Linked DNA regions of Hordeum vulgare: region 1 is linked to region 2. Evidence: chromatin contacts called from public Hi-C data. All regions are on one chromosome and are shown on one strand. The core of a region is the stretch at or near the end of the contact, and the rest is flanking DNA. Distances in the headings are between cores, read along the strand shown. Region 1 holds the start of LOC123408794 (serine/threonine-protein phosphatase 2A activator). Region 2 holds the start of LOC123413657 (polyadenylate-binding protein 2-like).

What was found. Hi-C and Micro-C count contacts between places; a contact is called where the count stands out from the background.
Region 1: a contact with region 2 is called in a Hi-C map of leaf, with 7 times the contacts expected there. The contact joins the promoter of LOC123408794 here to the promoter of LOC123413657 in region 2. A contact is called at or near these places in 3 of 6 Hi-C or Micro-C datasets (leaf and seedling) and 1 of 1 datasets of contacts at active chromatin or transcription factors (embryo).

What each region holds. Positions count from the first base shown.
Region 1 is chr7H:83,518,007-83,523,267 of MorexV3_pseudomolecules_assembly, forward strand. It overlaps LOC123408794 (serine/threonine-protein phosphatase 2A activator), which reads right to left and starts at 2,733. Exons shown (of 2, transcript XM_045101836.1): 1 at 1,472-2,733. The coding sequence starts at 2,649.
Region 2 is chr7H:83,203,548-83,208,784 of MorexV3_pseudomolecules_assembly, forward strand. It overlaps LOC123413657 (polyadenylate-binding protein 2-like), which reads left to right and starts at 1,505. Exons shown (of 5, transcript XM_045106597.1): 1 at 1,505-1,905; 2 at 2,805-2,875. The coding sequence starts at 1,611.

The DNA of each region.
Region 1 (5,261 bases), core at 1,483-3,982, 320 kb after region 2:
TACTTACGTTAGCGCTTCCAAGGTGTCCCGAGGACATACTAGCAACCTGAAAGCATCTAACATAGCATTTTCGTTATAACCACAACAGCAAAATTATACTGCTCTTTCAACAGAAATAGTCTATCTGAAGGACCAGAATATCACCAAAGAACTAGCCAGGACAGGAGTGCGTTGAAGCTAGCTATCCACGTGCCAGAACCAAGAGTTGGTTTCGAGATCTTATGGGTTTCAACTCTAGCCTAACCCAACTTGTTTGGGACTAAAAGACTTTGTTGTTGTTGCTGTTGTTGAATGTACTCAAAGTTCCATTAAAATGCCAGAAGAGAGTTTTCACAAGACTGGGTGAGAACAGAACTTTTCTGTCAACTCTTTTGCATCACAAAGTAATAAATGTAGAAACTGCAGAAATTTTAGCATTGTGGCGGAGTTAGCTACTAAAAAGAAAGGTTACATCAGCTTACAGGTAGGGATGAAAACAGAAGGAACTGAGTGCTGCAGCATTTGTTTTCATAATGTTTTCCAGAAGTGGAAACGAATACAAAAGGCCCAGAAATGAATACGATACGGACGCAGATACAAAACTGAATGTTCGCTGGAACTAAAAGACCCTTAAACAATTGAGAAAAACACGATCAAACTAGCAAATTATTTCAATTTATCTGACTACAATGTATTTCAATGATCTCCTAAACCAGCCGAACCTCATGGAGGGAATGTTCGCTGGAACTAAAAGACCCTTGAACAATTGAGAAAAACACGATCAAACTAGCAAATTATTTCAATTTATTTGACTACAGCAAGAAGAAACAGGGGCGCAAATGTTTTTACTGGTTAAAACCTAGAGATGTCTTGAAAAGTCATTCTGTTAGTACGCCCTAACACATAGATCAAAAGTCAAATCAGTATTGGATCAACTGAGGTTTAATCCATTCTTAATAAGATGATGTCAACGTGGAAATAGCATAAGATTACAGCACGTGCGTACAAAGTTTTGTATTCCAACCTAATACATACAGAAACAATTTCGTGCAAGGTGTTCTTGGCAGTTTTTAAAAACTTTAGGTAGCACTTTGCTCTTACTAATATTATAGCACTCAACTATGCATACAGATCCAATCTGTTAGTTCCCAATATGGTTGATATTCAGTAGGGGTCGGATAGTTGGCACATAATCTCATGTTGTACATGAGCCTGAAAATGTCTTCCTTCTACAGCTACGGAACGGAGTCCTTTACTAGAACTAGCTCGGCCCTGAAATCAGTATGCTATTTTGAAGCTTACTTGGGAAAGAAACTGAAGCACTAACTGATCTCTGTCTATTTCCTACTCCCTCTGTACCTAGACAATTGTAGTTGGCAATTACTTAGGTACAGAGGGAGTAGATAGGAGATGCACATATTAACTAACAGGATCCAATAGTTGGGCATCAGCTAAACTTACACCATGATTAGAGAGTGTTCAGGATCCATACCATTTGATAAGTGAGCCAAAGAGGAAATGCTGCATGATGGGCACCTTCTCAAGCACTTCAGCCTTGTACATCTTGAGCAGCCCACTGTTCACCTTCTTCCAGTTGGGCACGGCGCTGATATCATCCAACATCGGCGAATGCTCTGCAAAGGGCCCCTTCTTCACTTTTTTCACATACATGACGCACGCCAAGTACATGTACTCCTTGGAGAAGTTCTCCAAGATATCCGGGTTGTGGATCGACTTGGGTTTCATGTACTTGTGATCAATCAGTTGCGCAGCACCGAACACAAAGGGCAGGAAATGGTAATCATCTAGCCCCCAGACGCCGTGGGAGCCCGCAGGCTCCAGCAGGTACGTGTCCTGCAGCGTGCGCATGAGGTCGAGGTAGGAAGCAAACACGCGTAGCACGACGGCTGGGTAATCGGGCTCGGTGATGAGCCCGAGCCGCGCCAGGCAGTAGAGGAAGGCAGCGAAGTTGGTCTCATGCCCCGTGCCGTAGTCGATGCGGGAGCCGTTGCCGAAGGAGTCGAGGAGGTAGGGCGCGAGCTCGAGCTCGGCGCCGGCGAGGTCCGAGGGGGACGCGGCGGTGGCTGTGATCGGGGCGATCAGGTCGTTGACGGAGTCGGCGAGCTTCTCGTGCCAGAGGCGGAAGGCGGGGTTGCCGTACCGGGAGCTGTGCGGGAACGGCGGGGTGGACGCGACGAAGGCGGACAGCGCGGAGATGAGGTCGAGGAGGGCGGAGACGGCGGGGGAGGGAGGGGAGGGGAGCGGGTCGGAGAGCTTGCGGCCGTGCACGGAGGCGGAGAGCAAGGCGACGAAGCCGAGGAAGTGGCGGCCGTGGGTGGAGTCCTTGAAGCGGGCGATGTCGTCGGGGGACGCGATGCGCTTGGCGGGGGCTTGGAAGGCGAAGGGCGGCGAGGCGGGCGGGACCGGGAGGGGCTGCGGGACCGGGGAGAGGACGATGGCGGCGGTGTTGGTGGGCGCGTTGATGGCCGGCATGCGGATGGGGCGGTAGGCGGGCGGCGGGGAATCCCCGGTCCAGGGGGCGGGGGCGGGCGCCGCGGCGGGCGCGCCGCAGGAGCGGCAGAGCGGGGTGTGGGTGTGGGTGTGGCCGGCGTGGGAGGGAGGGGAGGTGGATGGCGCGGCGGCTTGAGGGGTCGATTCGGGGTTGGACATGGCTGCCGGCGGCGGGGGATCGCGGGCGGGGAGCTCTGCTCGTTTGGGTCGGCGAGGAGGGGATACTTGGGGGAGGCACTGACGCAGGGGAAGAGGAGTTGCTAACTTGCGACACGCGGAAAGGAAATGGCTGCTTCCGTTGGGCCGTCAATCGGTTACCTCGGTTTCGGACGGATCTGACAGGTCGGCCCAAATGAAGGATTTTTCTTCAAATCCATGAATTATTTTTAAATCCACGTCTCATTAATGCGTGATTTTAAAAAAAAAAATCACGTTTCATTAATCCGTGAATTATTTTCAAACCCCGAAAAAAATTGAGTTCGTAAATTTTCTTTCTCAAACCATTTTTTTTACTTCATGAACTTTTTTGAGTTTGTGAACAATTTTTTGAATCCATCAACTTTTTCGAGTTCGCAACCTTTTTAAAATTCACAAGCATTTGTCTTCGAATTCATAATTTTCCAAAATTCTCCTTCTTTTATTTCTAAAAGTCAATGGCGGACTGGGCAACACCGAACTGACCGTATACAAAAGAAACGAAGGCATTGTGAGCGAGATGGAAAACGTTTACCACCTGTGCGCCGGCGGAACGCTTCGGTCGGACGCATGCGCGTCGTTGATCTCTCGAGCTCCTCTCCATCCTGAACGGTCCGCGATTTCCTCCCCATCTCGAACGGCTCGCGCTGCGCCGCATCATCTGCGCGCCCCTGCGCCGCCGTCGTCGCTGCGCCGGTCCCTGCCCCCGTCGGCCCGCCCGAATCGCCAGTTTCCGCCACCGTCGACCGTCCGCATCGCCGGATCCAGCTTTCGTCCGTCGTCCTCGTCGTCTGCCCGCCATGGCCGGGGCGCACGTATACAAGTGTTAACAAAACGTCACTCAAAATTGCTGCAACGGCTATTTAAAAAAGCTTCAACCGTTGATTAAAAAAGCTGCAATCATACATATAAAAAGCTGCAAGGCAAATCATACTTTTCCTCGTGAAGTTTTTGGTTGAAGCTTTTCTATACACGGTTAAAACTTTTTGAGGAGTGACCACGCGAGATGCTGGAGTCGGAGCGGCGTTTGAAACTTTTTTCATACACAGTTGAAGCTTTTTCAGTCAACGTTTGCAACTTTCCCTCGTGAAGTTTTTGGTTGAAGCTTTTTTTTAACGGTTGAAGCTTTTTCTACACACGGTTGAAACTTTTTATCCAGCGTCTGCAACACAGGGGGTGAGATGCGACCGAAACGAGGTGAAGACCGACGGGCTACATCCATGATGCTTTCGACGGGCGGCTAAGGCGATGACCGGCGGCGACCGACGGTGAGGGCGACCAACGGTGAGGAGGCGAAGCGGTCGGCGCGTGCTGGGACATCGACGGGGGCGAGGCGCGTGCTGGGACGGCAGCGCGTGCGAGGATGACGGGGCGATGAGGGCTCGTGCGAGCAGATCTGACAGTCAGGGGGCCCTGATCCGACGGCTGCTGCACGACCGGTGCTAACCCTCAGGCCGGCGCGCCCGCGCCTAGCACTGGCCGAGCGAGATCTTCAGCTTGTTGTTGAGTAGGGCCATGTAGACGGGAGCGTAAGTGCTGGCGAGGATGTCTCGTCCTATTCTGTGCCTTAGGCGCTTGAAAAGGTGAGTTGGCGCGTTCACGTGTACCCCAAGCGGCCTGCCCGGTCGCCTGTTCAGTCGGTTGAACGCTGCATCGGTTTGACCAATGGATCGTTGTCAGTGGACTTCCAATTGTTTTTCTTTATAATTCATAAACAATTAGAAAAAAAAATCAATAATTCAAAGAAAATTGACAAAAAAGGTTTGTGAATCTGGCAAATTTTTTGGAAGTTGCAAGAACTCCAGGATTTTGAAAAAGTCAACAAATTATTTAAAAAAAGTTCATTAATCCGGGAAAAGTTCGTGAATTCAAATTGTTTTTATGAATTACATAATTTTGCAAAAATTTAAAATGTTTCTGAATTGTAAACAAGTTTCTTTATTTTCTAAAAATATTAGTGAGTTTTAGAAAAAATATAAAATAACTGAAACATATAAAAACTGAAAAATGGTAAAAAAATACAAAAGAAAACAACGACGAACAAAAACCATGCTAAAAAATCAACGAAAAAACCCAGCCATCCTAAAACTCTTGGGTGGATAGAAATGGGTCGGCAGCGCAGTTCGTTTACTGAAAAGGGGGTGAGCCATATACCATTGACACTCTATTTGGCGCTTAAGGCCCAAATGCCATAATGACATTTCCCAGATAGTTCGTGAATTCGACGCAATGCTGCTTCCATTGGGCCTTGTAAAAGCATTCGGCCATAATAACATTGTTTGAAAGCTTTATAGTGGCACAAATGGGCGGTGATATAGCAAGGGACCTCCTATGTGACGCTCTTTGCGTCAAGGAGTTGGATTTTCGCAAAGGGGTGGCTCGCCTGGGGCGGCCCAACTCATGATCGCGAGGTCAAAAAACAGTAAAACACGCAAGAACCAACACCTCTCCTAGAATTCGAAGCCGAGAGCTCTAAGTCATGCGTGTGATGCGCTAGCCACTGCGGCAACAAAGCTCTTGCTCTATTTGCCTTGCAATATTAGAAGAAACATAAGACAACGGCGGAACAACTGAAC
Region 2 (5,237 bases), core at 255-2,754:
GACCGGTGGCTCGCAGAAGTGCGCCTCGCAGCCGGCCGCGTCGGGAGCAGCGGAGTCGTCGGGTAGGCGGCCGCGGCGTGGATGGGACATGGTGGCCGGCGGCCGTGGCACAGATGGGACATGGTGGCCGGCAGCCTCCCTCCCTCCACGCGAGCACGACCGGCGACTGCCAGATGGAGGCGGCCTCCCTCCTCCTGCGCCGCCCCTCAGGTCGTCGCGGCTGGAGAGGGAGCGGGAGCGTCTGTAGGAGTTGTATCGGCGCCGGCGTGGTGTACCCTTTGGAGGGGGGACGGGGAGGAGCGGGAGGAGAAGGCGGACCCGCCGACGCGGCCGCCGGACACGGCCAGCGCCGCGTGGTGGGGCGCCGCGGCCGCGAGCAGCGCGCCGGCCAGGAGGAGCGCCAGCGCGGGCTTCCTGAGCACCGCGAGCGTGTCGAGGAGGGACCGCCTCAGCACGTCGAGCAGCGGGGCGGGGCGGCGGCTCGGCGGTGACGGGGCCGGGGGATGGCTGCGAGTGGGCGCGGAGGTGCGGGAAGCGAGCGTGGGATGGGAGGGGCGTCGGACGGAGGTGGTGCAGGCCACACGCCAGAAACGAAACCTTATCTTAAGAGAAGGATCTCAGGTGGAATACTCCAAAACGCAAGGTTCTTTTTGTAAGAACGAAACGTTTTCCTGGTTAGTCACTTAAAGAGGGACGACGGGTTAATTACGTAAAAAGACAGGGATTTTTTCACAAAAATGCCACATTGGACGACCAGAAACCCTATTTGCTTTATTATTAGGGAGAGATTTACATATTTCCAAAAAGAAATCAACCAACCAGGATGAAAAAGGAAAACAATTAAGAAAAAAATAAAAGGGAAAATAAAGAATAAAGCAAGTAAAAAGTTCATTTCTATCCCATACTGTTGGGGTGGCGGAGTGGTTGCAACACTAAAATATCTCTGAGAGGTTGCTGGTTCGAATATCAGTAGCGCTCTTTTATTTTTACGGAAAAACACCTAGATGGTGTGGCCCATGACCGAGCACTACAGGCCTCGGTTAAGAAAAATGCACTTTAATCGACGCCTGCAGCGCCAAATAGGATTTGCGAAAGTTTTTACGGAAAAACACCTAGATGGGCTGGTCCATGACCGAGCGGTGCAGGCGCCTGTTAAGAAAAATGCATTTTAACCGACGCCTGCAGCGTCAAATAGGATTTGCGAAAGTTTTGGGCTAAAACCAAACACACCCTATGTCCGAGCAAATACCTAGATGGGCTGGCCCATGACCGAGCGCTGCAGGCGCCGGTTAAGAAAAATGCATTTTAACCGGTGCGTGCAGCGCCAAATAGGATTTGCCAAAGTTTTGGGCTAAAACCAAACACACCCTATGTCTTTTTCGGAGAGCACAGAGTTCAGAGGCCCATGAGCTTAATGATGAAATAGCCCAAACGACCCTTCAGCCCAATCCCGGTCCTATTCTGACACGTTTCCACTCCATTAAAAAGCCCGTTGCTCCTAAACCCAATCCCGAATTCCCCCAAGTCCCCGAGACACAAATCCAAATCGCCCTCGCGTTAGGTTAGGCCGAGGCGAGTAGATTGGACTTGGAGCTCAGCACGCGGCGGCCATGGAGGACGAGGAGCACGAGGTGTACGGCCAGGAGATCCCCGTCGACGCCGAGGACGTCGAGATGGGCGCCGGGGGCGACGACGCCGCCAAGGTTCGTGACGCGCCCGCCGCCGCCGCCGCGGCTAGCTCCGCTTCTCCCCCCCTGTCCCGGACCCCAAACCCTAACGACGGTGCTGACCCTCTTCGTGTCCAGCTGCACGAGCTCGACGAGATGAAGCGCCGTCTCAAGGAGATGGAGGAGGAGGCCGCCGCCCTCCGCGAGATGCAGGCCAAGGTCGCCAAGGAGATGCAAGGTGAGTGCCGTGTCCGTGTACGGAACCTGTCGGTGTCAACTTTAGGACCCGCATACGGGGCAGGGTGGTTGGGGAATTTCAGATCCGGGACACTACTGGAACGTTTGGTTCTCGGGCAAGCGCTGGCCTCACCCAGCCCAGCATGGAGGCCAATGGTTTTGTTCCTTGGCGAGCTCGCCTCATTACCCAGCTTTTGGCTTGCTTCCGTTAGCAAGTCTAGGAATCCTAACGCGCCCTAGGATCGCATGTTCTCTTGCTGCCGATTAGTATGGGTATGTTAACCAGCGGAGTAGGTTCTACGGGGTCGTCTAATTACTTCAAATTAGTCCCTTCGTCGTTTCTTATACGCGATTTTGGTAGTTTGCCTGCCTTGAGATGCATATAATGTTGTTTTACGCATTCATAATCCTCTTAATTTCCTTTTAGAAAAAGAACCCTCTTAATTTAACCAGTTGGTGTGATGGTAGTTCTGTTTTGGTAAAGCATAATATGGGAGTATTATGTAACCTTCCACAAAATGATGTTTAATAATAACTGCCTCTTTGCTTGCCAAAGCATATCCAAATGGGTGTGTCTAGGGCACATCTAGATGTGACATGGTTATTGCACATTTAAATGACTAAATCAAGCATAAAAAGGAAATGAAAAAAGAAAAAGACACATGAATCTCCATGTAAGATCAATGATATAGAACTTAGGTGTGCAATACTTATCTCACATTTAGATGTGCTTTGGCAAAACCGTATTCAAATGTAGTAACATCATATTCCTGTGTTGGATCAATCTTGGAGCATATTATTTTAGCCTTTGTTACACGGTTTATGCTGTAATTTCTACATCAATATTTCCTTGCTAATGTGTAATTTCTATAAACACATTGAGTCTTTGTACCCATGTAGGCGGAGATCCTAATGCGACCACATCTGAAGCAAAAGAAGAGATGGATTCTCGTTCTGTTTTTGTTGGAAATGTAAGTTTTCATACCGTTGTTGTCTAAATTTAGTTGGCACTCAGTACATTTCCCTCCGTCTCAAAATAAGTGTCTCAAGCTTAGTACAACTTTGTACTAGAGCTAGTTACAAAGTTGAGACACTTATTTTGGGATGGAGGGAGTAGTAGTTATGATCACCTAGGTATATGCAATACAACTGATACCATATGTTTCTTTTTACATGCGACAATGTTTGTTCTGCTTGTGAAATTGTTTATAGAAAAGCTGATGTTCAAGTTAGCAACATGATTTGCTTGACCAGCCCAAATTTTGTTGAAAGTGCTCTTAGATCAGGTGTTAATGTTTCCACTGAACATTCTATCTTTACTTTGATGATTTTTGTTTCTATTCTCAACAGATAGTGTCATAGTGCCAATCAGCAAGGTGTTTAGTCCCGTAAATAGTGCCATAACTTTGAACATGTATCATTGACAATCATATTTTATCAGTGACTTGAAATGCACTCTGTATTTTCTGTCTTTATCTTTGTATTTTTTTTCTGGTGCATTGATTGAGAAATGACATTGGCCGCAGGGTAGTCTGCTATCATCAAGTCTTTGAAACCGAAATTTTGGCATCTGGCTGAGTCTCAGTGCAAGTTCTAGTGATAGCTTTAGAGGGGGCAAGAAAAAAGAGGAAAAAAATCCATGAAAAAAAGAAAAAATATTTGAAAAAATAAAAAGGAAAAGAATATAGAAAAGGAAAAAAAGAAAAAAAAAATACAGTGATAGAAAATGCCCCCGAAAATGTCAGTAGAGAACTGCTGCATGTACTCCACCTGGCGCTTGAGACTCATACATGGACTGATGTGGCATGGTATCAATAGCCATCGGTAGATGAGAATCAGTGGCAGGGGTGCATAGGCATGACATGTAAGTGTGACCTCACATTTTATGTTGTGTCTATTGAAGAATGCTATGTTTTTTCTTTTTCATGTTATGCCTGCTGGAGAGTTTTATTCTCTGTAGTATGTGTCATTTCTCCCCTTGGAATTAATCATGTTTTAATAATAATTAATCTAATGGTTCTTCTGCCAGTTTTGTCATCTTTCAGCAAAATATAACCAATAGAACTTCCTTTGCTTTTGTAATATCCGTAGGAAGTGTGTATGTCAAAAATTTACTAGAGTGCTGGTGTTTAGGGGCGTCTATATGAGTAAATGATATCTGTAGTCATGATGTTAATAGGCATTGGATGCATCTCAGTTTGAAAGCATGTGGACATATATACCTGCTTTTTGCTTAAACTGAGGCAATGACAGACTTGCTCTAGCAGTAACATATATTGTGCAGACCTGTGCAGGCCCTGCTGTCCCCTATTTCGACTTTTGGTGTATGTGTGTCAATATGCGTTTCAGCCTGCATCTGTGTAGCAAGAAGCTTATGATATGCAACTTATTTTAGAAGGCGACATGCCTAGATATTAAATAAACATTGCAGGATGAGCATCTGTTTTCCTTTGTCCATTACATCCTGTTTAAGGTCTAGTGTGTAGGCAGTAGGATATTGTAAATGCGAACAATTAGTTACTATATGCAGGTCAAACCATGTGTAAGCCATACAACATTGCAGACGTGAATGCTTTTCCTTCTGATATGAAAAATTAATACGAGGCCGAGCTGCAGACCAGTACCACTATCAGTTCCAAGTTTATCTGTTTACACCGTCAGTTCTGTGTACCCAGTGATTTGTCCTCGCATCTGTATAACAAAGTTTGTTTACTTATATGCACACTCCTTTTGCATCATTATCACTGAAAGTACATTTCTACTCCCTCCGTTTCTAAATAGTCTTTTTAGAGATTTCAATGCGGACTACATACGGATGTATATAAACATACTTTAGAGTGTAGATTTAGAGTGTAAACTACATACGGACATCCTTTGCTCTGTATGTAATTCGTAGTGGAATCTCTAAAAAGACTTATACTCCCTCCGTTCCTAAATATAAGTCTTTCTAGAGGTTTCACTAGTGAACTACATACGGATGTATATAGACATACTTTAGAGTGTAGATTCACATATTTTGCTCCGTATGTAGACCATTAATGAAATCTCTTAAAAGACTTATACTCCCTCCGTCCCAAAATAAGTGTCTTAACTTTGTACTAGCTTTAGTATAAAGTTGTACTAAGCTTGAGACACTTATTTTGGGACGGAGGGAGTATTTAGGAACGGAGGGAGTATTTAGGAATGGAGGGAGTAGTAAGGAATGTGTGAGGAATGTTAGGCTATATGCTACACAAAGCAGATGTGCTTGATTAACTTGCATCACAGGCCTGGTGTTCAGAATCTAGTGAATCAAGTAACAACGGTAGTTTCTTATTGTGAGTGACATAACCA